6 separate regions of the Mus musculus genome follow, and all the other regions are linked to region 1. Evidence: chromatin contacts called from public ChIA-PET, Micro-C and promoter capture Hi-C data. All regions are on one chromosome and are shown on one strand. The core of a region is the stretch at or near the end of the contact, and the rest is flanking DNA. Distances in the headings are between cores, read along the strand shown.

Region 1 (2,700 bases), core at 3-2,502:
ATGTTATGCAATGAAAACATGAATGGACTGGGTGAAAACATTTAGGTCATTAATTTGATGACTTTTTTTTTCTTTTTTTTTTGCTTTTTTTTTTTTTTTTTTTTTTTTTTTTTTGCTTTTTCGAGACAGGGTTTCTCTGTGTAGCCCTGGATGTCCTGGAACTCACTCTGTAGACCAGGCTGGCTGGCCTTGAACTCAGAAATCTGCCTGCCTCTGCCTCCCAAGTGCTGGGATTAAAGGCGTGCGCCACCACTGCCCGGCTTAATTTGATGATCTTGCCTTGGCATGTCTTCATTTAAAAATGAATAAGGAAATGTATTCATTCATTTATTCAAAACTAGGTTTGTCTCTCTACACCAGCCTTTATCCAACGCCTAAAACAGAGACTGGAGAGATTCCACAGTGGGAAGAACAGAGACCGCAGGCGCATGCATACGGACAGCTATTTGAGAGAGACCCGAGGAAAGGATATAGTCAGAGCGGTTTACCTAGTTTCTTGACAAAGATGGCAGTGATAATGGGCTCTTCTTTCAAGTCCAAGGAAGGTGTTCATTACTTTTGACAACATGATGAAAAACAAGGACCCATAGTGTAAACGTTCACATAGACATTTGGAGGTCGCTGACTCCCTCTGGTCCTCCTCTTCATCTTGCAGACAAAACTTTACCATCCAGGCAAAGTCTCAAATAGTCGTTTGCACACAATCATAAATTAACCACCCTTTATAGCGTTCTTGCTCTCTGTAAGACTTGCAGGTTAAGTGCTTTAACTTTGGGAGATCTTTTGATCAGAGCGCCACAGGGGTATTTAATATCTTCCTTTTAGAGACTTGCGGACTTGCCCAAAGTGAGATAGCTAGTAATTAGCAAATGCTTGGTTAAAAGTCTGTAAAGTGTGTGCTCTGGCTGAAAAACAGAAGAGGCCGGGAAGCAGAAGGGCCCGGGCTACCTTATGTACAGGACGCCATAAAGATTTTAAACCAGGTCTAATTACCCTAGGATAAAGGCATCGTGGCCCTTGTTTTCTCTTATGGAAGTGGGGACGCCTCCTCTGTCACTCGCTTTTGCTCCCACCAGGGACCCTACACCTAACTTCTCACGTGACGTTCCTACCGGGGCTAGAAAACGCACCCGCCTACGGAAGCCGCACTACACATCCGCCGCTCAACGCGGCGCCATCCACACAGGTTCCCCGCGTCCGCTTCCGTACAACATGGCGGCGCGCTCGCTGACGCGCCGCCTTCCCTGACGTACTTCCTGTCCGGCGCCGTCACACTTGACCCCTGAACTCACCCGCCCCTTCCTTTTCCTCTTCCGGGGACGGTGCTCAGAGGTATGGTGGCCTTCTTCTGCTCTGTGTTTTTTTACCGTTTACGATCCGTAGCCATCCGAGGCGTCAGGCGGGCGGGACGCCCTTGGGGTCGGGACTGTCGCTGGGGTCGGTGGTGAGGGACGAGGAGAGGTGCGTACCGGCCGAGGCCTCGGCTCGTAGACTCGGGAAGCCCGAGATCAAACCCGGCTTCCGAAGCGGTGAGTGGCCGGAGCTGCGCGCACCCTGGCCGTCGGCTACGGCGAGCGAGAGACCGAGTCGTGGTCGTGAAGCGCAGAGCGAGCGGAGCGCGGCCTCCGGCTGCTCCCCTGGTGCTGTCTGCCATGGTGGCTAGTCAGCGAGCGGGACGCGGCGGCGGCGGCTGGCTTGGTTAGGAAGATACGAATCAAGCAGTGGCGGCTCAGGGTCCTTAGCACTGGTCCGGGTCGCGCTTGGCGTTTGGGCTCCTTTTACGTAAAGTGGGTGTTGGGAAGGTGTGGAAGACAGGTCACCTGTAGCGCTTATTAATCAACTCCAGCCATTCGTCCCAGGGCTTGAGATTTAAACGAAGTCGCCTGTGTGTGAAGCTCTCGGGTAGAATGTTTGTCTGGCACGTTGACGGTCTGGAGTCCAAAATGCAGCATCGCTGCTGCGGGCTGGAGAGTCCTTTAGTAGCTGGTCTGCTAAGGAACGAACGAAGTTGGATTTGAAACAGCACGAAACCCGGCCCTAGTAGTAAACAAGACTTCTCCAGGACGCTGTTTTGGGACAAGACCTAGATTGTCATGACGCCTTACCAGCTGCCGCCACTGGGGTAGTTCGGTGTCTTCATCCTACTGGTAGCTGTATAAATTAGGGGGGAATACTGTCTTAGAGCCCAGGAGCTCTTCATCTCTAGTTTAAATGTGGGATTCTTTAGAACCGGGCCTTTGTAAGAGCACGGTGTGAATGAGTGTGTATATGAATGTAAGATATTTTATGTGGTGACGCTTTGGCCTTTATTATGGTGAAAGGTGATTGTGTTCTCTCTAAATTGTAGGCACTCAGGATGGTCCAGCGTTTGACATACCGCCGTAGGCTTTCCTACAACACAGCCTCTAACAAAACTAGGCTGTAAGTATCTGCAAGTTTGAAATAACTTTCAAATCGCTTTCTCTAGTATGCTGAGCTACTTACAATCTCCCTTCCTAGGTCTCGAACCCCTGGCAACAGGATTGTTTACCTCTACACCAAGAAGGTTGGGAAAGCACCTAAATCTGCATGTGGCGTGTGCCCAGGCAGACTTCGAGGGGTGAGTGTCCTTTTGATAGAGTTTTAATCCCTCAGTAGGCGGACTTGATATCTCTAGTCCGAAGTAGCCAATGTGAGAAATGACCAAAATGGCTTCCCAGT
Region 2 (2,700 bases), core at 37-2,536, 850 kb after region 1:
ACAGGAGTTTAAGGTCAGTCTCAGCTACATACCAACTTCAATGCCAGCATGGGCTACCTGAGACCCTGTCTCAAAAATCAAATCAAGACAAAACTGCAAGTCTTAGATTGTTTTCCAGAAGTTAGGGAACTTTTTCAATGCAGTATACCTCCCTCAAAAACCAAGTACATCAGAAATCTATACAAAAGCCACAATTTATTTTACCTAGCTTTGCAGGTAAACAAACAAAATGGCACTTAACACCAACTGATGGCTTTTAAATTGTCGTTTGGCTTTCTATGTTTAGCTGAACCAATTACATGATGTGTGTGCGCGCGCCTGTGCATGACCGCACGTGCTAAACTCAGTCTGTCCCACTTCCCTCCCACCTTTCCCGCCCCCCACCCCCACCCCGCCCCGTACATCAGAAAGTTCTTAGGCAACTTTGTGCAATGGCGGGGAGAGAGGGCGAGAAGCTCAGATGCAAAGGAGAGCAGAGTGCAGAGCGCGCACTCAGGTGACCTCTCACATTTGTTCCCAGCTTGCTCAATCCCAAGGACAGCACGCTCCAAGCGCTGCTCATTCTTTCCACACCCGAGGACGCAGTCAATGCCTGTCTGGCGTCTGTTCCCCTAATCCCCCTGTCCCGCACTCGTCCTTCCATCCCGCTTCCCTGTCCCCGCCCCCCTGCTCCGCAAGTGTCCCCCGCCCCACAACCTGCCCCACACGTACCCCTCCATCTTCTAGCCCCCCACTTGTGCCCCATCCACCTGCTCCACACTTGTTCATCTACCTGTTCCACACTCCACACACACACATCCCCCTGCCTGGCACCAGTCCCTTTATTTTCTCGCTTCATACCCGTCCCCATCCACTTGCCTGGCTCGGATTCTCGCATTTCCCCCCAACCCCCCAGCCTCCGGGGACTGTCCCGCCTCCAACCCCCTGCCACCCCGCGCCCCCTTGTCGCGGCTCACCGTCGCTGCACTTGTACTGGCAGAGCCCGTCCTCCCCGCCCAGCAGGTCCAGCGCGGCGTTGAGGTACGTGTCTATCTTGTGGATGCCGTTGCGGATGGTCTTGAGGGTGGCCCTCCAGTCGGTGGTCTGGTCCTGTTCCTGCCCACGCGCAGTGGCCAGCAGCAGGAGGAGGAGGAGCGCGGGGCTCCGGGCGGGCGCGGGCCGCGGAGTCACCATCTGCGGGGCCGGCGCGGCGGGGCTGGGCAGCGGCGCGCGCTCCGGCTCCGGCTCAGGCCCCCGGCCTCCTCCGCGCTCGCGAGCTCGCGCCCCGTCACTGAGCTGCGCCGAACGGTGGGCCCGCCCGGGCACGCGCGCCGCTGCCCACAGTGCGCATGCGCCCGAGCGTGGGAGCCTCATTGCCCACGTGGTCTCCGGAACGCTCCCGTAGCTTACGGTCCTGCCTCTATGGAGTCTTAAAAACGCCTTGCCAATGCCCTAGACATAGTCATTGCTTTGGTTCAACACCACAGTGAATTGGTTTTGTTTTGTTTTGTTTGTTTTTTGTATTGTTTTTCAAGACTGGGTCTCTGTGTAGCCCTGGCTGTCCTGGAACTCACCTAGACCAGGTTGGCCTCGAACTCAAGAGATCCGCCTGCTGGGATTAAAGGCGTGCGCCACCGCCTCCCAGCTCCTAGTGAGGTTTGTTTGCTTGCTTGTTTTACAAAGCTCTCCTGTTTACCGAGACACCATAATTTAGAACGACTCCAGTAGCACAGCCTCCCTTGGGCTCCGCAGTCCCAGCCTTTACTGGACAAGGCCTGGGGTCCAGCGTAGAAAACTGTTTGAACACGGGCTGGCCTTGCACCCTACCAAGCCTGGATTTGCCTCCTGGGTTCTTGTGGGAACCCTATGATCAGCCGCAGTCCTAGCAGCGCAGCATGGTCTGGAGGATTGTTGAAGATGGAACTCTGCTCAATCTGCCAGAGCACTTCCTCCATTGCTTCTAATTCTAAGGAAGGAGAAGTTGGCAGTTATCCCTCCTTAAAATTCTAAATACTGTAGAGAAAAAGCTAATCACCGACTAGGCAGAGGAAAGGGAGGCAGGAGTGTGTCTTCCGAAGCGGGACAAATGCGGTAAGGTTACCTGGGACCAGCCCTCAGTTAATTTTTCTGAGACAGAGTCTTGGCCTGTAGCCCAGGCTGCCCTCCAACTTGCCTTGAACACACTATCCTCTCAAGTGCTAGGATCTTGGCGCCAAGCCTCTCTCTTTTCTATTTCTTTACACATTTACATCTTGCTGAATGTATGTCTTTTACCTTAACAATAACCTGTGCTCTGAGGACACGGGTTGCCGCGTGTCTCTCTCTGGGGATTACGTTCTCAAATGCCAGATTCTTTGGCACCTTTTCTCGTCTATTGCACACGGATGCAATAACACGACTGGTTAAACCGGATTCAGTTCCTCACTTCTCTTTATGATCTGCCATCCATGGCCACAGCAGTCACCTCATAATTAAAATAAAATCTCACCATTGCCACAGACTCAGATCCCCCTCCCTGGTACCCTGTCGTCATCAGTTTTGTCCCCAGACACTGTATTTTCTTTCCTTGACCCATCTAGAACCAGGGGCATTCTCCTTCCCCAAGGTGGCTTCTGTCTTCTTCAGTCTCCCTTGGAACAGTCTGGGATCTCCTGTCTTCCATATCTCATGTCAGCCCTCCACCCTCCCCTGCCTCTTCCTCCCTGCCTCCCATTTCAACTT
Region 3 (2,700 bases), core at 30-2,529, 550 kb after region 1:
CTGGGAAGGAGATATGAGATCTTATATCAACAAAAATTGGTCTCCGTTGAAGTGAGAGCTCCCAAGAGACTCCAGAAAGCTACAAAGAAATAAAATGCCCCTCCACACACTCCCGTTATCCAGACCCCCCATATATGTCTAAGCATGCAAGCACTATGGAATACCCAGGGAAGATATCTGCTACAGACTTGATACTAAGCAATACCCAAGGTACTTAACTCCATACTTGGCATATACAGTCAAGTCAACTATGCAGACAGCTAAGGGTCGAAACTATCCCTGCACACAGGGCTCACACCTGTGCAAAACAGTATTCACGTGCAAAATACCCAGCCTTCCACACCTGAGCCAAGAGACGCTCCACTTTCTCCTGAACCATTGCCTTCAGCTCATCCACGGTGTCAGACAGCGGATGGAAGGAAGGGGTCCCTTTAGCAGATTCAAGAGCAGCAATCCTCGCCTGGAGGTCGTTGGTTTTCACCCCAAGATAAAAACAGAAAGCCACAGCAACCACTGACAAGAGGGTCGCCAGGGCCGTGCACGAGGGCATGGTGCCGGCACAACGCTGTCCCAAGGGGCGCGGATCTTCTGATCCAGACTCTCGTCCCCCTCCTTTCCCTGCAAGCTTCTTCACCAACATTGTGGCGGGGTCGCTGGCCTCCGCTACGCCTTCCACCTTCTATCTCCTCCAGTAATCTTAGAATGAGAGGAAGGGTCGGTTCCTCCAAAGTTCAGTCCCTGCGGCTGCACAACTAGTTGGTAGAGTCGGAGCCCGGGCTTAGAGATGGACCTGCGCGTGGCTCGGCGTCCGGATCAGCAGGCGTGGACCGACCGTCCTCCAGATTCTTTCTCCCCTTCCAGCTAGGAGTGAAAAGCACCCTCCGGCCGGGGACTGTGTGGCGCCGGGGGTGTTGTTGGGGTCACAGCTGAAATGAAACCCACTAGGGCAGCTCTCTTGACCCCCCCAATCCGACACCTCCTTAGGGGTCCCCCGCGCGGAGGCGCAGGGTCCGAGAGCCCCTCTCTCTGCTCCGACCTGTTGAGTCTGCCTGCCTATCTCTACCTTTTTCCACCCGCCGACCTGTCTCCCACCTGGATCAGTTCAAGGCCAAAAAGAAAAGGAAATACAGAGACCCGGCGAGAGCGCAGCCCCCGTGGGTGGTAGAGGAATAGAGAAAAAGAGGACCGAGTGACCCAAGCAGCGATCGTAAGCTGCGAGGCCCCAAAAGTATCTCCGCAGACCCGCGTGTGCGAGCCTTAAATACCCCGGGATGCTCTTGTGTGAGACAGTGCGCGCGCGCCTGAAGCGCGGACCGCCCCCTCCCGCAGGAGCCTCCTTATTAGCATAATATATTCACCTTCGCCCAGCCCGCCTGGACCCACGAAGGGGCGGGAGCGCGGGTGGGAGCGGAGCCCGAGGTCTCTATTAGCATAATATATGCAAATAGCTACAGCAACCACTGTGATTGGAGAGGAGCTTGGAGACCCTTCCCCCTCCCACCACCGAGTAACTTCAGCGTCCCCCTAAGGCCATCTCTCCGGCCCTAGCCAGGGGCCGAATTGAGGTCTGCTGTGCAGAGTGGCTTATACTGGCTTAGCCCAGCGCCCCCTATTTGGGTTAAAAAATGGAGAAATGGCCTCCTGAAGGAAAGAACGGAAGCAGAAGGCTCCAGCTCTCCAGATCCTCGCTCAAAGGCAGCCACAGGAGCTCCTCCATCTAGCCCTTGCGCGACGTTTTCCCTCCTCCCTCAGTTCGTTCCCACATGCCCAGAGGCAAAGTGTCTGGCTGACGTCTGCAGGGTACCTTCCCCACTTCCCTTCCTTCCCACGCCTTGCTGCAGATGACTGGGGAAGTTTTCTCGCCCCTCCCCCGTTTCCTCTTGTCTTGATGCTGCCCCCCCCCCCCCCCCCAGCTCTGGGCTCTTTCTCTGTACTAGGGTGCTAATGTGTTTTCCTGATTCGCTGTTTTGTGAGTGTTTGAGGCATACACATTTCTCAGGATTTAGGAAAGAGCTGAAGAATGAAGTCAGTTTTTCCTCTTCCTTGACTCTCAGCTTGCCTCTTCCCTCTGGATCAAATTACTAAGTCTCTACTGGGATTTTTTTTTTTTTTCTAAATTGATAACAAGTAGCATTTTGCATCCAATTGATTTTAGAGAAGAAAACACAACCCTAACTCTCCTTCCAAAAGACCTTCCTTTTTGCCTTTTCATCTTAAGAAATGTCACGTACGTTTCTTTCCCTCCCTAACCGATTACCACAACCAGTTACTACTATAATCAATGAACAAAATACCTAACCCGGAGCAGTTGCTTCTCGTGTGTAAACTACAGTGCCAAGGGGGACTTAGGATAGACATAGCAGGAAGCCTGCACTTATGAATCTCAACAAGTGGTTGCATAAAACAAGACCTCAAGACCTGAATAACAACTATGCTCACATGCCAACGTGGATCGGGGACCTTGCATGAGACCCGGTGCCTAGAATAAGAGCTACTAACAATCAATGGCTGCTGGAGGAGACTGTTTCCTTCCGGAACCAACTCCAGACTGTCATCTCTAAATACATAGACATATGAGAAACACTAAATGGACTCAAGAAGGATGTGTGTGTGTGTGTGTGTGTGTGTGTGTGTGTGTGTGTTCCAGGTAAGTAAGCTCCCTAACCCTGAACTCTAGCTCCAGCCAAAAAGTTTAATATG
Region 4 (2,700 bases), core at 186-2,685, 540 kb before region 1:
ATAATACACTGGTGAGAAGAAAGAAACAAGAAAGGATGAAGAAAGAAAAGAAGGAAGGAAGGAAGGAAGGAAGGAAGGAAGGAAGGAAGGAAGGGAGGGAGGGAGGGAGGGAGGGAGGGAGGGAGGGAGGAAGAAAGAAAGAGAGAAAGAGAGAAAGGGAGGAAGAAAGAAAGAAAGAGAAAATTATAGTATCACAGCACCAAACTTGGATTATACTTCATCTTTCCAAATGACAACTAAGAGTTGCAACCCTCTCATCAAGCCTCCTGGAAATGTGCTGTCCTCTCTCAGTGGCAACTCAGCCATAGGGGCCTCTCCTCTCTGTCTTGCATCTTTCCTCAGACTGCTGTACACATTCCTTCCTTCCTTCATAAACGTGTTCATTCTTCAAGCTGTTGGGTTTCTGTGGGTAGCCTTCTACCTCCGTTCCTAGTATCTTTTATTTTATTTTATTTTTGTGACTTGGCTGGAATGTAGCACTCAGTAGGCTTTGCTTATTTTGAAGAATTAAATATAAAAATAAGATTCAAAGGGTCAATGCAAAACATAGCCCCTGCTTCAAAGGGAGTGCAGGAGAGTCTCTTCCCAGCCACATGCAAGAGCCCGAGGCAGGGAACAGGCATGGAAACAATTCTGAAGGACAAGGTTCACTGCTGACAGAGTTACATAAACTTTTTATAGCTACAGAGCAAGAAGGTCATAAAGCCATCGGCTTACAGAACATTGCTGAAGACCCTGGGCAGGCAGGTTACAGTGGAACAAGTAATTCTTTTCCTAGGGTTTTATGCCGGTGTTTGTTTGTTTGTTTTTGTTGTTGTTGTTATTGTTGTTGTTGTTTTAACTGTTTTAGTTTGGGACGGATGGGAGCAAGTGGTCTGCTAGGCAACACATTGCTTAAGTTCGATGTAACCTAAGTTAGATACAGAGGTGGGTAACTAGAAACAGCCCGAGAGAACTTGGACTCGAGCTCTAACATTCAGACAGGAAGTTAGTTTTATTCTGCAGAATGTGAGACACAGATGAGACTTTTGCAGGGAGCTTCATTGCACACAGGATTAACTATCATTTCTTCCAGTGGGGTGAAAGGCGGATGGCTTTCCTCTGGACGGTGAGTTTGGGGGCACCAGATGAACGCTTAGAAGTAAAACCAGCAGTAATTCTGTTATCACTAGCACAGTACTAGGCAGAAAGTTGGCCAATAGCCAGGCTTTCCCTTCCTGTGTTCTCTATCCGGGGTTACCGTCCTCATTCTAAACACAATTCTCACGATCACAACTCCAGCCCACCAGATTGTGAAGGCAACTACAGGTTGTCTCTTGGTGGGTCCCTGCTTTGCCGGAGTCCATGCTGGCCTGAGTCCTGGCACCGCCCTCTGGGGGGGGGGGCGGGGTGGACCTGCAGCTTGTGCAGGAGGCGGGTGGGTGGGGCGTGTTCGAGGCCCCGCCCCCAACGTCGCCGACCCCGCCCACGACGCTCCGGGACCTCTCGCGCTGTCCCCACTGCTCCTCCTCGGCTGCTGCACTGAGCTATGGCGTTCGTGACCAGGCAATTCTTGCGCTCCATGTCCTCCTCTTCCTCTGCGTCGGCGGCCGCCAAGAAGATCCTGATCAAGCATGTGACCGTCATCGGCGGCGGGCTGATGGGCGCCGGCATCGCGCAGGTGAGCGGGCCTCGCGCCCCGGGTGTGGTGGAAATAGTTTGATGAAGTCCGAGAAGGTGCAGCATGCTTCAGTGTCCCAGAACTACAGCCTTCGGCCCGATCCTTACGTGCATGCTTCTCAACTAACTGCCGGGCCGGGGAAGGCTCGGTGGAGCGCGCTGGTGCACGCGTGCACACTGGAGCTGAACTGTGCACAGTTGTGCGTGCAAAGTTGCAGAGTGTTTGCTCACTGCCTGGATCTGACAGGAATCCGCTCGCCAAGACCTGGGCTGCGGTTTCTTTTAGTTTTCCTGATAAGTTTTTTCTTTGTTCTTTCTTTCTTTTTTTCTTTACAGTTCTTTGGGTGTTGGTCTGGGCACTTTTCTTTCCAAGTGTCCTGCCTCTCCCACAAGTTTCCTTCGTTGGCCTTCACTTTTGTAACAGTTTGGAAAGTCACCTAGTGGGAGTTTGTGGAGTTGCTGGGACTCCGCCCAGGCCTGGGCCAGGAAACTTTGACCTTTGACCCAGTGCCCGGTGCTGAAATCTGCGTGCTTGTCCAGCTCTGAACCTCAAGAGAGTGGGCGACAGAGATAAGCATAGTTTATGCTCTGAGACGTCTCTAATCTCTGATCGGCTTCTGTGGGACTTTGCCTGGTGCCAGCTGAGGCACAGTTCAAAATCAACTGTGCAGTTTGGCTACTGCGATGTCTGTAGTACCATTTTCTCTTAAGAGTTAACTTCCTACACACAGTAGAGAGCTCTGATCTTTTTCCATGAACTTGCTATTATATTCGTATCTTTTGAGGCCTTTGCAGTTTGAGTGTTGTGGCAGTGAAGGGCTTACCTAATTTTAATTAGGGAGGGTATTCGCAGGTCAGTGTCTTTTCCCAACCAAATGCACACTTGCATGCTTGCTATTTATTAGCCTTGACTGCACTTCCTTCCAAAGTCCATTAAATTAAACAACAAAAACCATACATGGCTATGCTGGAGAAAATATAGCTAGTCTGCTGTATCCCTCTGCACCACAAAAACTCAAGGCTGTGAGGAATGAGATTGGT
Region 5 (2,700 bases), core at 94-2,593, 570 kb before region 1:
GGAAGAGGCAGAAGATAAGACAAATGGGTCGGATAGATTCCTGCTGTGCCATGAAAAAGGGGGACTAAACAGCTTAAGATAATTTGTGAATTGAGCTCACCCGATAGTAGTGGGTTAGAGAATGGCATAAAGAGAAGGAAATGCCGTATTGGAGACTGCATCTGCCAACAAGCAGCTGGAAAGTGTATGTGTGCTCTGGGGAGAGTACAGTACTCCTGTGATCGCACCCAACAGTGGAAGCGTAAACAGGGGGCTTCCAATTAAGGCTGGACTGTGAGTTACAGGAGCGGCCAGTTGCAAGACAGTAACAAGATAATAATGAACATCTTAATGTCTTATACTCGGAAATCTTGTTTAAAGTCACACAAGAAAAGGAATCTGATAAGGGTTAATTACTGGAAATGTGACAGGGGCTTTTGTAGTTTGTGGAGGGGAGAAGGAAGAATGTATTTGTGTACTTTACTAACTACGGCAAAAGCAGTAGAGAACAGTAGATATTTTTTAAAAACCCACATAATAGGAAAAGAAGTCACCACCCTTCAAGCTTTGGTCATATTTATAACGCACCATAGTGTTCAAATTCTGTGTGGTGTGTGCGTGTGTTTGTTGGGAGGGAGTGATCTAACACAGGAACCAAACGTGGATCACAGGTGAAGCACTTCCCTACCACAAGCATGGGCTAGAATTTGACCCCCTCCCCCAGCATGGTAGTATATGTCTTTAATATGTGAATTCTGGAGGCAGATGTAGGTGGATCTCTGAATTGGTAGCCAAACTGGTCTACATAAGGAGTTCTAGGCTATCAAGATTCAAATAAAAGTAGAAAATAGAAATAAGAATAGAAAAATTAAAATAGAAAAAAAAGGGGGGGGGGCATCGACAATTCTAGGGAGAGTCTAACCGAGAGAAACCACAACATCTGGCCTGTAAATGACAGGAAGGTAAAGCACTCTGGAGCCATCCCCAGATGTTGGAATATCCACACATCACATTGTTGGATACTAGCTCAGCATTTCAGGTCTTGTCTAAGGCTAATTAATAAAGCAGTCACCCAGCCCGGGTTCTCTGAGTGTTTTGATATAGTCAGGCCATATGCAGAAACCCACAGAAAGCTCACACCCCCTGGAGGAGCCTGCTGCTGCTAGTGCACTAAACTGGCAAAACAAACAAACAAACAAACAAACAAACAAACAAAACCCCACTCAGGACAGCTCAGCTGTGCTGCGAGAGACCACTCGTCACCACCAGCCGTCCCGTAGGACGTCCCGCCCCCACCTTATGCAGGAGCAGCTGACTGGAGGATCCCGAGAGGGGCACGCGGCGCAGCCAATCGGAAGGGCGTGCCTTGCCCTGCCTCGCGGTTGACCTTGAGTCATGTAGCCGGCTACTGTCGCGGTGCCGGCGCGTCTGCAGCGGAGCTAGATGCAGGCGGTACCTGGGACATGTCCTCGCTCGGGGACCAGCGTCCCGCGGCAGGGGAGCAGCCGGGAGCTAGACTGCACGTGCGGGCGACAGGAGGCGCGCTGCTACTTTGCCTGCTGGCGGTGCTGCTAGGCTGGGTTTGGCTGCGGCGGCAACGCGCCTGCGGCATCCCTCCGGGGCCCAAGCCTCGGCCACTCGTGGGTAACTTCGGGCACTTGCTGGTGCCGCGCTTTCTACGACCGCAGTTCTGGCTGGGCTCGGGCAGCCAGACGGACACGGTGGGCCAGCATGTGTACCTGGCCAGGATGGCCCGTGTCTATGGCAACATCTTCAGCTTCTTCATCGGCCACCGTCTGGTGGTGGTCCTCAGCGACTTCCACAGCGTGCGCGAGGCGCTAGTGCAGCAGGCTGAAGTGTTCAGTGACCGCCCGCGGATGCCGCTCATCTCCATCATGACCAAGGAGAAGGGTGAGCGCGCCGCGGGCTCAGGATCCCCAGGCGGCAGGACCTGCGTCATGACCAGCATAGGGGATAGAGGACGGAGGCGTGGCTTTCTAGTGTGCGATTAAAGTGGGAGACACACTGGAAAGTGAGGGAGGTGTGGGCACCAAACTGTAAAATAAGGACCACCCACCCCGGAAGCCTTCCTTTGTCCCAAGTGAGGCCTTCTCACGCATAGGTCTGATCTCAACGTTTCTAAACATTGGCTGTGTTAGGAAAAGGGGGAGGGGGATTCATTTCACCGAGTATCATTCAGTTGCAAAAGTATAAGAAGATATTTTTTTCCCCCTTAGGAATGGCCAGAATCCAAGCTAGGAGACTGGTGAACCGGATGTGTTCATAGCCTCTAATATTTTGGCAAAGAATGTGGCTGCTCCCCGCGGGTGACTAAAGAACTTGCCTGAGGTTAAATTTAAGAGAAAGTGACTAATTTTTTTGAGAGAATATTTCAAGATAGCCAGTCTGTTCCCAGAGCCCGTGTATATCTCCCTCGGCAGACACAGGGTCTCGATCTCCTATTCTCCAGCCACCTGTCAATCCTGTGTTCTGTCTTCAGACACTGAAGTACAAGACTGAATCCATTGTGGGTGGCATATATATGCTTCGGTTCAGGAGAGTGGCCCCCTGACTTCATACTTTGATATCCCCTCCCTCACCCCATTTCTAATTTTGCCTTGGAAACTCCCCATGTAAGGCCTCAGAAAGCTCTGGAATTGGAGGCACCTGTAATGGGGAGGGCAGGTGTGAGCACTGGGCTGGAGCACGGAGAGCTTGACT
Region 6 (2,700 bases), core at 128-2,627, 760 kb after region 1:
ATTTTGGGACAGATTCTCACTATGTAGCCTCGACTGGCTTGGAACCTATTATAGAGTCCCGGCTGGCCTTGAACTTACAAACTAAGGTCCTCTTGTTTCTGCCTCCTGATTACTGGAATTAAAGTGCATCATTACCACTGACCTGGAGAAGCCTTCTATTGGATCTAAGGTTGTAACACCAGAGCAGGGAAACGCAATGGTGCCTCCGCAGCTAGCTTACCAACCAGCCAAACACTGGGATTACATGGCTAGAGGGGCGGGCGGGGGTGGGGGTGGGGCGGGGGATAGTGTACCAATCACAGCAAAACTCTCACACAGATGGTTTGTGTTCACACCAAAGACAACAACTGTAACTTTTGAGCTGCCAGGTAAAATGCTTCTCTTCTGGGCTGGTTAGAAATAGTGACAGGGCATGTGATAGCAAAACCGCCCTGTGTAAACTGAAACACTCCAGGCTGGGGCTGTAACCTTGGGAGCTTTGATCACCATCCTGTAGTTTCCTCAAGGCATCTGTGCTGCGCTCAGAATGGCAGAGTGTTTGACTGACAGTCCTTTGGCTCGAGGCAGCCAGGAATCAGGGGAAGCCTAACAGCTGCCAATTAGGAAGCCAAATTGCCTCCCCACCCCCACATGTTTGCCATTTACAGGAAAGCGAGCGTCGAGCATTGAGCATTGAGAGTGCTTACAATGCGAGCCTACAGAACTGATCGTTAACGCTAATAGCGGTTTTAACAGTGATTTCGCAATGCTTAACTCCTGCCCCTCGGGGAGCAGGGTCCTTTCATGTGCCCCCCAAAGAGAAGCAAGCTTTGCTGTGGAAGAAAATTTCCCAGTGTCTGGACTTGGGCCAGCCTGTAATGAACTACAAATCTCTGGAGCATCTAGAGTCCTGGGCTGACTTTGCCAGTGATCTGAGGCCCAGGAGAGGCTCATCCCAAGCCTTGGAGCCCACCTGGAGGTGGAGCTTTGGCAAACTCATTTTTCTTCCTCTTTCCAGCCGGGCAAAGGAGCGCAATTTCCAGGGACCTTTCAGCTCCCAGCTCCCAGTCCTTTCCTCAGAGCCCTGGAGTTTTGGTTCATGTTGTGGCAGGGTTTGGGGTAGCTCAGAGTGTACTCCAACTTTTTAGTGGATGGTGGCCTTGAACTCCCAATCATCGGCCTGCGTTCCCAAATCTGAGGTCCCAAGCAAGCCTCACTACTTCCGGTCCTGGCTTCTGTTGGGTTTTGACATCAACAGCTGCATGGTGTGAGTCCAGCTCCTCTTTCCTTTCTCAAGACGTATGTGAGGGAGCCAGGAAGAAGTTCGCCACTCGTTTGCGCTTTTTTAAAGAGAGAGAAAAAAAAATGTTTCTTTTTTTGTCGGAGGAAAAATACCCAGCCTGGAGCCCGGGTGTGCACCAAGCGAAGTCAAAGCGGGGACACACCCTCCTGTCGCCGCCCCAGTCGGCGGGGCGGGCAGAGCCCACAGCGGGCTGGGCTATAGCAGCCGGATGAGGATGCGTCGTTAATGCCAGGAGCTCTGTCCGGCAGGAGGATGCTCCCGAGCGGGCTATGTCTGGGTCGGTGGCAGCTGCTGCGGACGATCCGAGCCCGCGGCCGCGGGGATCCCAGGGAGCTGCCATCCACACCCCAGGTAAGGCGCGGCGCAGGCTCGGGAGCCTCGGGTGGAAAGTTTGCGTTGGGCAAGTTCGGCAGGAGTGAAAGCAGTTCCCTGCGTGCTGCTCCGCACCCCGACAGGTGGTGGCCGCGGGCGACTTGTCCCGGGGCTGTGGGGGAGACAGGCCAGGAGCGGCCAGCGCGGGGCGCATCTCCCGGGAGCGCAGCCCGCTGACCCCACCGCTGTGTCCTGCGGTCTGTAGTCGCCGGGGTGGAGGGGAGGCCGCGAGAGCTTGGTGGGCTGTGTCATCGGAGGGTGGCTGTCATCGGGGTGGGCTGTAACCTGGGATGCTGTCTTCCAGGGTGGACTGGCCCAGGACCCTGTCTTGCCCCTCCTCCAAACCCGGAGCCCCTCCCTTTCGTTACATGTAAACCCGAGTCAGTGGTGAATCAGAAGTGTGTGCTGTAACAGTTAGGCGGGCACAGTTTGTGTCATGGCCTGTGTGGAACCTCGAGGAGGAGGGAAGAGGTGTGGATGGGCACAGAAAAGGAAGAAGAGCGGGAACGTGCTGAGTTTACTAGCTTCATGATACAAAGGGGGCCAGGGGAAAGGGACCCGAGGCTGCTTGGGGCTGGGACTGGAGCTGAGTCTGCCCACACCTCAATTACTGGGTTAGCTTTCAGACTGCTAAAGGGAGAGCGATATATGAACATATTTACTATCTCTCACTGCAGTGAGAACGGAGCTGTGTCAGCTCCATCGCTTTCAGTTCCTGTATCTTTCCGGCTCGACTGCCCCAGTGCCCCAATCCTTGGATTCTGCCCCCCAAGTATAGTCTTAATGCCCCAGAATTTACACCGATAAAAGAAATATTTCAATGCTTAAAGGAACACTTTTGTTAAATGTTTGAAAGCAAGCAGAAACGTCCATTTTGACACTTCTACCTAAGGCAAACTCCTTAAAACTTATTGTGGGCAAACTCAGTGAAGTGGTTTCAGAAAAGTTCTCTAAAAATAGTACTTTAAGGTTTACCTCTCAGAGACAAAGGCATTCCGAACACTCTTAACTACTCACTCCTTTCTTTGCCTCACACCACAGAAACA

Evidence for each region. Promoter capture Hi-C pulls out the DNA fragments that hold promoters and counts their contacts. Hi-C and Micro-C count contacts between places; a contact is called where the count stands out from the background. ChIA-PET counts read pairs in DNA pulled down with a chosen protein or histone mark. Capture Hi-C pulls out chosen DNA fragments and counts their contacts.
Region 2: a contact with region 1 is called in a Micro-C map of embryonic stem cells, with 5 times the contacts expected there. The contact joins the promoter of Pla2g12a here to the promoter of Rpl34 in region 1. A contact is called at or near these places in 5 of 39 promoter capture datasets (embryonic stem cells, hippocampal neurons, neural stem cells and 1 more), 3 of 484 Hi-C or Micro-C datasets (B cells, the G1E-ER4 cell line and embryonic stem cells), 3 of 115 datasets of contacts at active chromatin or transcription factors (embryonic stem cells, fetal liver and memory CD8 T cells) and 2 of 9 other capture datasets (macrophages and pancreatic islet).
Region 3: a promoter capture Hi-C map of cranial neural crest shows a contact between it and region 1. The contact joins the promoter of Col25a1 here to the promoter of Rpl34 in region 1. A contact is called at or near these places in 3 of 39 promoter capture datasets (cranial neural crest and liver) and 1 of 115 datasets of contacts at active chromatin or transcription factors (bone marrow-derived macrophages).
Region 4: a contact with region 1 is called in a promoter capture Hi-C map of adipose tissue. The contact joins the promoter of Hadh here to the promoter of Rpl34 in region 1. A contact is called at or near these places in 8 of 39 promoter capture datasets (the 3T3-L1 cell line, cranial neural crest, embryonic stem cells and 5 more), 1 of 15 datasets of contacts at CTCF or cohesin (the NIH/3T3 cell line), 8 of 484 Hi-C or Micro-C datasets (B cells, the G1E-ER4 cell line, LSK cells and 5 more), 36 of 115 datasets of contacts at active chromatin or transcription factors (the 230-238 cell line, the NIH/3T3 cell line, the SCID.adh cell line and 22 more) and 5 of 9 other capture datasets (adipose tissue, embryonic stem cells, liver and 2 more).
Region 5: a contact with region 1 is called in a promoter capture Hi-C map of adipose tissue. The contact joins the promoter of Cyp2u1 here to the promoter of Rpl34 in region 1. A contact is called at or near these places in 7 of 39 promoter capture datasets (cranial neural crest, embryonic stem cells, hippocampal neurons and 3 more), 3 of 484 Hi-C or Micro-C datasets (B cells, CD4 T cells and forebrain), 12 of 115 datasets of contacts at active chromatin or transcription factors (astrocytes, bone marrow-derived macrophages, craniofacial prominence and 9 more) and 3 of 9 other capture datasets (adipose tissue, liver and macrophages).
Region 6: an RNA polymerase II ChIA-PET map of memory CD8 T cells shows a contact between it and region 1, with 6 read pairs. The contact joins the promoter of Mcub here to the promoter of Rpl34 in region 1. A contact is called at or near these places in 3 of 115 datasets of contacts at active chromatin or transcription factors (bone marrow-derived macrophages, embryonic stem cells and memory CD8 T cells).

What each region holds. Positions count from the first base shown.
Region 1 is chr3:130,728,950-130,731,649 of GRCm38.p6, reverse strand. It overlaps Rpl34 (ribosomal protein L34), which reads left to right and starts at 1,252. Exons shown (of 5, transcript NM_001005859.3): 1 at 1,252-1,332; 2 at 2,348-2,421; 3 at 2,500-2,599. The coding sequence starts at 2,357.
Region 2 is chr3:129,877,192-129,879,891 of GRCm38.p6, reverse strand. Pla2g12a (phospholipase A2, group XIIA) reads right to left here and starts at 1,286. Exons shown (of 4, transcript NM_023196.4): 1 at 957-1,286. The coding sequence starts at 1,173.
Region 3 is chr3:130,179,424-130,182,123 of GRCm38.p6, reverse strand. Col25a1 (collagen, type XXV, alpha 1) reads right to left here and starts at 1,279. Exons shown (of 38, transcript NM_029838.4): 1 at 344-1,279. The coding sequence starts at 640.
Region 4 is chr3:131,270,836-131,273,535 of GRCm38.p6, reverse strand. Hadh (hydroxyacyl-Coenzyme A dehydrogenase) reads left to right here and starts at 1,435. Exons shown (of 8, transcript NM_008212.4): 1 at 1,435-1,660. The coding sequence starts at 1,529.
Region 5 is chr3:131,301,870-131,304,569 of GRCm38.p6, reverse strand. It overlaps Cyp2u1 (cytochrome P450, family 2, subfamily u, polypeptide 1), which reads left to right and starts at 1,343. Exons shown (of 5, transcript NM_027816.3): 1 at 1,343-1,890. The coding sequence starts at 1,443.
Region 6 is chr3:129,968,883-129,971,582 of GRCm38.p6, reverse strand. It overlaps Mcub (mitochondrial calcium uniporter dominant negative beta subunit), which reads left to right and starts at 1,377. Exons shown (of 8, transcript NM_025779.3): 1 at 1,377-1,633. The coding sequence starts at 1,508.